Linked DNA regions of Zea mays: region 2 is linked to region 1. The links are chromatin contacts, called in public Hi-C maps. All regions are on one chromosome and are shown on one strand. Each heading gives the region's core, a stretch centred on a gene start, on an enhancer-like site or on the middle of the called end of the contact. The rest is flanking DNA. Distances are from core to core; before and after follow the strand shown.

Region 1 (6,019 bases), core at 1,641-4,140:
ATTTTCCTGCCTGTGCTATTTTACCATCTTTCATGACCTGCAATACAGTCCTAGTAAGGAAAGGCATTCGTTTTATTGCAATGAATTGTGTATGGAAGTTTTCAAATAAAATTCTCACCAAAATGAGATCAGCTGCCGGTAGAAATTCAATCTGATGAGTAACATAAACTACTGTTTTTGAAGACAAAGCCCCAAGCAAGCATTCCTGCAAAAATTAGCAGGCACCAAAGTTAGCAGTGTCTTTGAAACTTCTACTAAACATAAAACGTTGAGCTTAAGCATAACAGATCGTGTACCTTGAAAAGGTGGGATCCAGTATGGGCATCAACAGCACTGAATGGGTCATCGAACAGATAGATGTCTGCTTCTTGGTACAAAGCACGGGCTATCTGAATCCTTTGCTTCTGCCCGCCACTTAGGTTGATCCCTCGCTCTCCAATGACAGTCTGGTCACCGAAAGGCAAGATCTCCAAGTCTTTCTTCAGTGAACACGACTCAAGGACTCTTTCATATTTGTCCCTGTCCATCTCCTTGCCAAACAATATGTTGTCCTGAATTTTACCACTCTGTATCCATGCTGACTGGCTCACATAAGCTGTCGTCCCGCAAATTTTAACCTCTCCTGATAACTTTGGGATCTCACCAAGAATGCAAGATAGCAAGCTCGATTTACCAGAGCCCACTGTCCCACAAACTGCAACACGCATGCCTCGCTGAGCTTGGAAGTTCAGGCCCTTCAGCGTTGGCAATTCCGGCGAGGCCTCCCAGGAGAAGCATCCGTTGCTGACTGCAATTGCAACATCTGAACTGTCATTTGGCAACCTTTGAACAGCATCAGTCGGCAATTCCTCGAGACATAGGAACGATGCTATCCTGTCAAGAGACACCTTGGTCTGGATCACCATTGAGATTGTGTCAGGAAGGTTGTATATTGGCTCCTGCAGCACACGGAACGTGGCCAGTGCAGAAAGAACTTTCCCTGACTCCAATGGAATCCCCATGAGCATGCACGCCCCAAAGGTCACCACAGCGACAAAAGTCGGGGCCCCCCAGAACACAAAGGTAACCAAAGTCGATGTGTAGAGGTATTTCTTTAGCCAATTTGTCTCTGTCTTCCTCAGCTCAATGATCTTGGACAAGAACTTCATCTCCCACCCCTGCAGTTTCAGAATCCGCATGTTGCGCAGGATCTCGGACGTTGCCTTCATCCTGACATCCTTGCAGTCCATGAGCTTCTGCTGGAACTTCTCCTGCATCCGCCCAGGAGGCACATTGGCAAGCATGACGACCACGGTGGCGCCAAGTGCGGCGAGCGAAGCAAGCCCGAGGGTGGAGTACAGAATGAACAACGCCATGCCGACTTGCAGCGGTACCAGCCAGAGGTCGTGCATGTACCATGAGAAGATCCCGACGCGGTCGGCGTCGACGCTGATGATGTTGATCATCTCGCCGCTCGTGCGGCTCTGCCTCGACTGGCTTGACAACGCGATGCCCTTCTGGTACACGACGGCAACAAGCGCGGAACGCGCGCGTATCCCCGCCTGCTGCAGCCGGAAGAACCAGTGGCGCTGCGACACGCACTCGAACACCTTGGCGACAATGAACGCGAGGACAAGGAGCTGCCCCTTGCTCGCATACCTCTCGTCGCCGTTGAGGTACTGCACCAGGGAGTCGATGAGGTACGGGCCGACGTAGGTGGCGACATTGTAGACCAGCGCGTAGAACGCGGTCACCGCGACGTGCCACCACACGGTGCGCAACAGGGCCTTAGTGAGCTTGAACGCCGTGACGGCCTTCCGGCCAGAGCCGGAGACGTCGCCGGCCACCGCCTCTAGGTTGACCTTGAACATCGGGAGCAGGCTGGAGATGCTGTCGCCGGGGTCGAGCCCCGGGACGTCGTCCAGGCCGAGGGTCTTCTTGTGGCCGACCGCGAGAAGGGGGCCCATCCACGAGAAGGTGAGCAAGCTGAAAAAGCCGGCGCCGGTGAACCTGGACGCCTCGGCGTCGCCGCGGCCGCTACCGTCGGCAGACTCATGCGTGCCGTTGAGCAGAGGCTCCTCGGCCGCAGAGCCGCCTCCCTCCCTCCGGCCTACGAGCCCAGCGCAGAGCAGAACCACGGCAGCAGCAACCGAGACGGCGTCGAACGCCCACGAGAGCGCCGGTACCAGGAGCCCGTCGAGCCTGGTCGCCACGTGGTCGGCCACCGCCAGGAGGGAGAGCAGGAGGAAGAACGCCCACCAGAGCCTGAGAGGCGCCGGGAACCGCCCCTCGCGCCGCTGCCCGAAGTCGAACTGCAGGTACGCAGCGAGCAGCAGCCACGCCACCGCGCGCGCGGCCGCGTCCGCGAGGCCCACCGCCGTTTCACGCGACCACCCGGCGCTGCTGCCCAGGTAGCACGAGTAGGCCGCGAGCAGGACCTCGGCCGCCGCCACGGCCCACGTGGCGCAGACCGCGACGACGCGGCACCGGAACTGGCCCCCGCCGCGGGGGCCGCATCCGCGCGCCTCCCCGTCCTTGGCGCGGCCGGCGCCGGAGAGGCCGCAGCGGTGAAACAGGAACCGCCCCGCGACGGCGAGCGCGAGGAGGACGTGGACCGCGGCGCCCACGCCGTGGAGGATGAGCGGCTCCAGGGGGAAGAGAGAGTAGAGGAGGGGGCCCTCGCGCGCCGGTGTCGCCGCCATCGCGAGCGCCGCGTGAGGCGGCGCGGCCGTGGACGCGGGCATCTGGCGTCGGGTGTGGCTTGGGTGAGTGAGGAGGGACGGGCGAGTATGGGTTTATATAGGCGAGACGTCGCCGCGGGCCGCGGGCGTCAGCGGCCCCAAACCCTCCTCACGGCGACGCCCCGCGGTGGCGGTCAAAGACGGCTGCCGCGCGCGCCTCTGGGCTCCTTGGAGTCCAAGGAACCGTCCCCCTCCGTCTCCCCAGTCCCCGTCGCACACCCCAACCCCGCAGGCCGGCACCCCGCGCGAAAAAACCGAACGGCGCCGCGTGCCTGACCGCATCGGCTGTGGGCACTGGGCAGTAAACCTCCTACGGCGTCACGACGTGGCGCGGTTGTGCGCTGCTAGCTGTTAACAGAGTGCGGTAAGAATCGTTAATTACGCCGATGCGTGCGTTTTGTTTACGAGGAACGGAGGGCTTTTGGATTTGTTGCTGCACGGCTCCCGGCCAGAGAGATCTTCTGCGCGCTTCTCCGCGGAAGGTAGCGCCATGGCCGAGAGGGCAGTTGACGGGACGGGATCAACTGCAGGCATTGCCTACGGGAAAACTACTTGCAGCGCTAACCTACTAAATTAACGTATGCACATTACGTCGTGTTTAGAACCATTATAGTCTACTGACTTAAACATTTTATAAAGAACCCTTGACAGCCTGCAGATTTGGTTGGTGAGACTGCACTAGATTAAGAATTCGAATGAACATGAGTTAATTTTAGAATGTTAGAACTGTAGATAGTTTTACGCTTGATATGTTGGGCATGTTTGTTCACTTTTATTTTCTGAGAATCTGTTTGTGGAAAGAGCCTGGTTATGAAGATAACTTAAGTATAATGGAGATTACGTGCGGAGAAAGATAAAATAATCAATAGGGTTTACGATCTACAAAAGTGATGGTTTCTTACTATCGCAACGACGCGACCGATTTTGTGTTCACGTTGATTTTTAACAGTTTTAACTACAGTGTTTTCTATAGAAGCATACAAAAAGTTGAGTATTTGACAGTCTGCAGCAGTTTCTGATGGTCAGAAACTAAAACAATACGGTGGACTCCAACAACGCTCCCTTCCCCCTGTCGGCTCTGAGGTGCCCCGGCTGGCCAGCTCCAACGGTGCCCCCCTCGGGAGAATTCCCCCTTGGAGAAGCGGAGCTCTAGTGTGTGTTGTTTGAATGTACAAGCAGGGATGGAATGAGGCTAACCACATTTTCTATAGTGTTTTGATGAGAGTCGGGTAAACACCGGAGTAATTTTTTGTGACAACGTGATTCCAAAAAATTGAGAGGATGATGCCCCTGTTTGTTTGGGCTTTTTCCAGCTTCTTGCCACCAAAAGCTGCTGCAGATCGCCAAACGTCCCAGCTTTTCAGCCAGCTTCTATAAAAATCGTTTTGGTAAAAACCGTTCAAAATCAATATGAACACAAAATCGGTCGAATCGTCATGATAGTAGGAATCTGTTGCTTTCTAGATCCTGAACTCTTTGGACCACTTCATCTTCCTCCGCACGTAATCCACACAATACTCAGATTCTTCCCACAGCTAGATTCTCTCCACAGCCAGATTCTCAGAAAAGCTGGTCAGAAAAAAGCTGAACCAAACAGGCCCGATATCACACCCCGACTTATCCTACTTTGACATCAAACCAAACACACTATGTCTCCCTCTCCACCAATCGGTGATAAATAATTGCGAAATTAATCATTTTAGAGCTTAATTAGCAGATAACAATGTGTATTACGAAACTACGAATATGATAGTAATTTTTTAAAACTCAAAAAAACCGATGTTTAAAGTCAAATAGCCCAGTTAAAGAGTATAAGAGAGCTGAATAGGGGATGGTTGGAGAGAAGGTACAATAGGAGGAGTAATAATTGAGTGGGAGGTATTTAAATATGAATAGAAATTACAAATGAGAAGATTTGGGAGGAATAATGGTTAGAGATAGCTTAAGGGCTGTTTGCCCTGCGGAGCGCGGGATTTGGGAGGGAAGATCGTTGGAGATAGCATAAGGGCTATTGCCTTGCCCTTGCGGAGCGCAACTCGCCGAGAGAACAGTCGATCCAAACAAGTAGATGCCAACATACACGTATACGGGAGTTTGAAAACTTCGATGACGATAAAAAAAAAACTGTGCAAACAGAAACACAGCGGGATCAAATGGGGGGAAACGATGCACTGCACACCTCAAAACTCAAAAGGTAAACCAGTGGCTGGCGAAACTGACGTGAAATTTATAAGAAGAAGAAGGAAAAAAAAGGAGGCGGCAATAGCAAAGTTAGATTCAGAATGATCAACGATCGCTACATATAGCTTTGCATCTATGGCTAGCTTTGAGTGGTAGTGGCAACCAAGTCAGCATTTTATTTCTCTTGCTAGTTTTCGAGGACGTATAGGGAGGGCTACAGGCACATGCTGCTATTTCTTTCTGGATCCGGTGCTGGGCTGTGGCTGCCGAAAGCCGCGATGGTGAAGGGGCACTCGTGAATTCGGGGGAAAAAAGTCTGGCACGACCAACTGTTCATTAGCTGCTAGTATTAACGAATGAGAGCCCTCCGTCGAAACTAAAGGGAATTCGAATAGATAAATAATTAGAATATAGTAAGTCATATGGTTTAATGTTTGGTCAGTTTTTTCTACAAAGTAATGATATTTAGTTGAGAGGTTTGGAATATGTTAACTAATAGACAAAATAATTGTTAGTTATACCTATTAAACAACTATTAGTTGTTAGCTGCTCCAGCCTAGCTAAAACCAGCTCATAACTTATTAGTTAACTATAAATTAGTTCTAGATGTTTAGAACAAGACCTAAATAGATAGGTTAGCTACGAAATACTTCATCTATTTTAAATTAAAATTTGTTTTAGCTTTCAATAGATTCATAAAATAACTGACATAAAAGTCAAAAGTTAAAATGAACCATAGACGGAAGGAGTATATTTTCTATAGTATGTCTATTATGGTAATCGGCGGTAGCGGTGGATATAAGTACTGGACCGTCCGATCCATGGCCTAGAGCAGGGCTCTTGACCTCTTGTATATGTAGTTGTTTTTATTAATTGTACTCAAAGTTCAATAGATAGATCTAATAGAAAAGCCCAGGCGTGGATCCGATCCTGATGATCGGCGGGCGGGATTATACGTACGTATTTTTTTTTTCCATCAGAACAACGGATCAGATTCTTCGTGACGACGTGACACAACATGGAAATGGCTAGCGTCATTCTATTTATTCGACTGGTGGAATATAAAAACGGCCGGGAGAAAGTACACCATTTGCTGTCGTGTTTAGCTTGGTGCATGC
Region 2 (6,019 bases), core at 1,999-4,498, 240 kb after region 1:
CTTGTTCCCCGCATCTAATTGGGTATATATTGTTTTTCTAGATGTTGGTCGAACCCAGAAGCCTCCCCAAGAATATGAAAATGTCCAACACAATACTTATATCCCCGACTGTTGGTTGGATAAATATAACCACATCATCATATATAGAGAATATGTGTTGGAGAGCCCTCGTAGCAATGGGCCGAAGCAACCCTTCATTCTCAGCCTTGGTAATAAGATAGCCCAGAACGTCCATCACTAAAATGTTCACATCATAGATCACATCCACAAGCCATAACACATATCACAAAACACTTAAATAAAGGATAGAGTGTTTCATGCAATGGTGATCTCATTAAAAAAACTTTCTATGTAAAACTTAGACCTCATGAGAAAACAGAGAAAGAAAAAGAGTGCAACCTGTTGAAGCAAAGCAGATGCCGATGCTTTAGTGCATATGTTAGGAGTACCAAGACATACAAACTCATAAACATGATCATATCCATAGATCAATCCCAGATTATTTCCTCGTGCCTGTAACAAATGTGGGAGGAGACACTTGTTGTCTAACTGCACCAAACTTATCATCAAATTTAGGGTTAGGGTTAAAAGAGAATAAACAGAGCAAAAATCAAGAGTTGTGACTTAAAAATCAATCAACGGAACAAATCGAGACTTAACAATACGACATTCGAAAGTTAGGGTTAGGGTTACTCACGTCAAATGTGGCTCGACGACCGGCCAACAGTAGAGCCGGAGCATCAGTTCCATTGTGTAGAGGACGTAGGAGACCAGTTCATCATCATCGACCGGCTTGCCGACGGATGCCAGCTTGTCGCACAAGGAGCACATCTTATCTTATTGACGTGTTTGATGTGATAGAGGCAACCTTTCTTGATAGTAGCGAGGGCAATCCTTGAATTGATAGAACACACTCTTGTTGCCGAGGTGTTCCCTTCGACAACCTTCCAAGTTTATACGGTAGTTCAACACACTGTGACTTGGGAGAGGACGTCATTGGTCATAGATGAAAGCGGGACTCGAGGACCTGTTTGTCTATTATAGACCATGCCTAAAAGGTTGGATTAGGAACTTCTGTCTCATTGTCGTTATCTTCTTTGCCCTTGATGATGTGCACCAGAGCTATTGCTTTATCGGTGAAGTAGCTTTCTAGCCTAACTCCTCGAATGACCGCAAGCACTTGTATTTCTATAGAGCATGGTTGATTTTGTTGTGATTCTTGGAAATAATCTGACCAGTGCGAGAATTGGTGATGAACGTAGAGGGACTCACCATAGGAGAGGTGGATGGGTTATGCGTTGGTTCTAAATACCATGAAAAAATCATAGGGTAGATGGATTGAAACGTCGTGAGCTCTTTGAGTTGGTGTTTACATATTTATATAAGACAACAATCATCGTTGCATTGATTTATAAGTTTATAAATAAGACTTGATTTAGTTGTTACATCTTTCTAGCTTTATCTAAACCAAATCAAGACTATCTCTTACCCTTGAAAAGTACCACCAATCATGTGTATGCATAGAAGATCACATATAATTGGGATCTAAACAATACTATTTTATAACATTGTTGTTTGAATGGGCTACAAAAAACAGGTTTCTAGATGCGAGTGAGGTCATTGGCAAATCATTTCAAGGATCAAGGAACCTAGGTCCCACCTGCCAATCTATCATTTGGGAACCTAACTCATCCTCTCATCCCCATTCAGTAAAAGTTAAGGTCGGAATGGATAGAAAGTTTCTCGTGTTTTTTATATCTCCGATCTAAAATAGTTGACGTCAGATGATTCAAATTTTGACCTATAATAGTTGTTATTACCACTTCTCAATACATTGATTTTTTTGATACACAATACATCTCTATCTCTGTTTTTTCTCTTTCTTATTTTATGTACACCATACGTTGTACTTATTTAAAATTCTTGTATCCAAAACTAAAACATTTTAGAACTAAGGGTGTAGCCAAGTATGAACTTTCCCTATGTTTTTCCTAGGGACCTTTTTCTACAAACCAAACGACGTTACTATATTTTTTCTCTGTTCACCTTCGCTCCAAGGATTGGTTTGGAAACTTAAATCCCTCTAGGATTCTCGTGGATTGAGAGAAATATAAACTAATTTTCCATTCAATCCTAAGAATATCGGAGGAAATTTAAATTGTCAAACTAGCCACAAAAGGGTGAGTCTCCTATGTTTTTCCTATAGAGCTTTCTTACAAACCAAAGGGGTTCTTCCCTTTCCACCAGTCACTCGGAAATCATCTCTCATTTACTTATGATGCCGACAAGCCACGAAAGGAGGAACTTCACGATTGAACTGGGCTCGCCTCCACTTCTGGGCTTCAACCAGCTACTCAGCAAGAATTAGCACAACAGCTAGCACACTTTCGAGTTGCACTTACCGTCTCTCATATCCGTGAGGAAGGAACATGTGCCACTAGAGGCTAGAAATACTTCTCTTGTCAATTCAAGGAATGAGTCAAGGCAATACCATCTCGGAAGGCGACTCATATACAGAGAAGTCTGCTCACTCAGGTCTAATCTCATCTAGATGATCGGTTATTGGAAGCCGTTCTACAAATCCATGTCCTTGGATCTGACCTTCTCTTTAGCTTTTGGATTCCAGATCCAAGTGGTAGTATCGGGGCCCTTAGCTATTGTTCTTGAGAAATGTCCGGGTCTGGCCTATTCCTCAAAAGATGTTTTTATAGGATCCCTATCCACAGCAATTTTAACTTCTGGTTCCGACGAACGAATAATCATTAAGTCCTCCTCTTTCCTATATTTTTTCTTTTGTTTCACCTTTACCTAAAGATTAGTTTGGAAACTTAAATCATCTTCGAGGTTCTTGGATATTGAGTAGAAAATTAGCTTATTTTCGCACTCATCAATCAATGGAAATATTAGAGCGGATTTATGTTTTCAAATTAGCTTTAAGAACTTTTTATTTGATTATAAAGGGGTAGGAGGGGATTAAGATGAAACTAGAGGTAACTAACGCGCACACAACTAACAAGAATAGAGACAGCCTGAGCCCACCACATGAAGCGTCCGCGAGAGACCGTGGTGGACGTCCAAGAGCCAGGCCACGTCACGACGCGCTGTGAGAAGATGACCGCAGATTTTCCGATTCTCTCCGCTCCTCTCCTTTACTCTACCTTATCCCCCCAGGCCCCCACTGCAGGCCCACCAAAAGAAAAGATCACGACGCGACCCGCTCGCTCTCGCTCTCGGGCCCCAGTCCGATCGGGTCGGTGCCTACCCACCCCCGCTGGCCGCCGCACCCAGGCGAGGCGAGGCAAGGCGCGTCCCGAACAACGGAACCAACTGCACCGACCGAGTCAATCAATCCGGCGAGTGACCGAGTGGGGTAGGTTGTGTGCGGCATGACGACCACGCGCGACCGTGGCGCCGGCGGCGGATCGGCGTCGAGGGTCGGTGACGGGGACGTCGACCTGGGCGAGGGCTGGGACTGGGGCGCCATCCCGCGGCTCCTCTCCTCCGCCTGCCTCTTCCTCTGCTCCGGGTGGGTCCGCTTCGCTCATGTTCCTCTCCCCTCTTCCTCCCTCGCTAGCTTCCCACATCTGGTCAATCGAGTGCGACCTGCGCCGCCTGTGACAGAACCAACCGTAGGAGGGGTTGAACTGCCGCGACCGCGGGTGAAGCCAGCTGCTTATGCCGGGTGCGCGGTTGTGGATTCTGGGAGATTGACATATACGCTGTAGAGTAGAGTGCGACATAGATGGAAATATGGAATCGCGCCGTTGCGAGCGGCAGGGCGTTCCGGGCATCTGTATACGAGTTCGACTTATTAGATGCTGGAACTCAATTCACATCGTTTTTCAAGACGAAGCGCGCGCAAGGTAGTGGCGTTACCAGATTTAGCGACTACTGATCAGATGTCTGCAGTTTTGCAGCCTTCAGCCTAGGTGTGCCTACTTTATGTGGGAATAGATGTTAGGATGTCGCCGTGCTCTGGGTGTTTCACCCACTGCCGAAAGTCGGAGGTGACCTTGTCTGCCTCTAGATTGTGGCATGTCTGCCATCTGTTTCAGTTTCATATTCGGGTACCTTTACTTGTTTTTTTTATCTACTTATGCTAATTGTCTACATGATCAAACTCCTTCCGAACAGAGCAGAGGCTGTTTTGGTTGCTGCGATAAGACTGTAAAGCAACTGGGTGAACTGTCCAGAAACTTGATCACCCAGGACCAAATTACCATTGGAGAGCCATTTTGGAGCACAACCACCATCGAGGTTGAACCAGCAGATCTCAGTGGTGTTACTTCAGTCAATACATCTAACTTGGCCTCTGGAACTGGTAGCAGTCATAACCTTCCTGGACTTGGTAATAATGGTAGGTCACTCTGAATCGTTTTTTAAGGTCTGCTAAACTAGGGTGTTTTCACTGGATCGACATATTGTCTCATTTACTACAACCTTAACCTTGATTTTGTCCTAGCTTCTCTGAGCTGAGGAAAAGAATGTCAGTCTTAGTTTTTCCGTGGTTGTAATGAGAAGTTTATCTCCACTTGATATGTTGATCTTAAAAGTATTATTGCTTGGCATAAATCTCAATATTTATTTGAATTGTGTCATGATCTAACTATTGTTGGTACTTGGTACCAAGACTTACATTTGGTGTACTATAATATCATGTCTTAGTTTTCCATGGTTTTAATCAGAAATTTATTTCGAAGATTTGAAACCACAGTTTTGTTCTGTCATCTCATAACATCTGGTACATTTGGCTACTAGATTGGCATGTAAGGAACTTGAGTAGGCAGAAAAGGCAGTGCCCTGGTGGTGGGGAGGCTACTTGACCTCTCTATCCACCAGAGTTTGGCACCTTCAGCCAGCTAAGGTGCCCATGTTCTTCGGTGAACATCACATCTTCTAATCATTTTTGTTTATCTAAAGAATGGGTGAAGAAGTTTTGACTTTTGAGTATGGAAACTATTGCCGGATGGATATGCTGATGTTTGTGTTAGATAACATGTGAAATCGGCACATTGGTATACCTATTGTGAACAACCTTAGTAAGATTGTCTGAAGTTCAAAATATTGTTGCAGGACTTGTTCTGTGGGAACATACAAGGCAGGAGTGGACTGAAACTAGAAGTCTGCGGCTGAAGGTGAAGCAGGTTCGTGAACCAGTATTGAGGTATGAGTGAATGAAATGACAACCAGAACCCAAAAAGTTTACCTTTACCCATATCACGTTTCTGTCAGACAAGTATGTATTCTATAAAGTACATTTATTTTACCAAATGCACTTTGGCCCTTCTTCATATTAAAAGCAAAGGGTTATGCTGGGATCACCAGCTTTTCAGATCAAACCTCAGAATAACATGTTCGTCTATCATCATTTTAGCTTTCAGTAACAATTTTGTCTGCATTCTTATGGAAACATAAATATTTTCATCTATAATTTAGTTTATATTTAGAGGCATAATTTTGTTCTCCTGAAGTTTGAAATTATTGTGATGGACCTGTTCTTATCCAGGTGATATCAGCTGTATTGGCTTTGATGGTTTCAGTTTCTACTGAATCTTCCAATTGTGTGCTGTTAGTCTAATTTATCACTTCATTCATGTTGTGCACTATATGTTGCTCAAGCCCAATATGTTCTTTCATGCACTCCCTACGATTTCACAATATTTGCTCATCATCCTCACTAGCGTCATTGGGAACACTTCTACACCTATTTTAATTGTAGGGATTAGGAAGTGATTAAGTGATTGTAAAACAATATCTGATAAGGTTATATTGAGCTTGGTCATGCATACTGTAAATGGTTATATCTCATGTGACCTGTAAGTTCTACAACATATTGTCTAAGAAACTTCCATAAGCAACAAATAGCGTACCTTTGAATCAAATTTGATGGCAGCTGCTCATTTTACAAGAACAATGCAGTGAACCAGCTATGATGTTAATTGAATAAGAAAACGGACAGTCAGTCTTATTTCTCTACAATTTGTTTCCGGTGAAATAGATACAAGGTTTTTATTCCATT

The links. Hi-C and Micro-C count contacts between places; a contact is called where the count stands out from the background.
Region 2: a contact with region 1 is called in a Hi-C map of leaf, with 8 times the contacts expected there. The contact joins the promoter of LOC100277194 here to the promoter of LOC109941983 in region 1. A contact is called at or near these places in 3 of 25 Hi-C or Micro-C datasets (leaf and tassel).

The regions. Positions count from the first base shown.
Region 1 is chr8:18,163,535-18,169,553 of Zm-B73-REFERENCE-NAM-5.0, reverse strand. LOC109941983 (ABC transporter C family member 3) reads right to left here and starts at 2,890. Exons shown (of 10, transcript XM_020543288.2): 1 at 297-2,890; 2 at 119-205; 3 at 1-37. The coding sequence starts at 2,723.
Region 2 is chr8:17,927,896-17,933,914 of Zm-B73-REFERENCE-NAM-5.0, reverse strand. LOC100277194 (DUF4050 family protein) reads left to right here and starts at 3,248. Exons shown (of 5, transcript NR_176298.1): 1 at 3,248-3,526; 2 at 4,135-4,357; 3 at 5,074-5,164.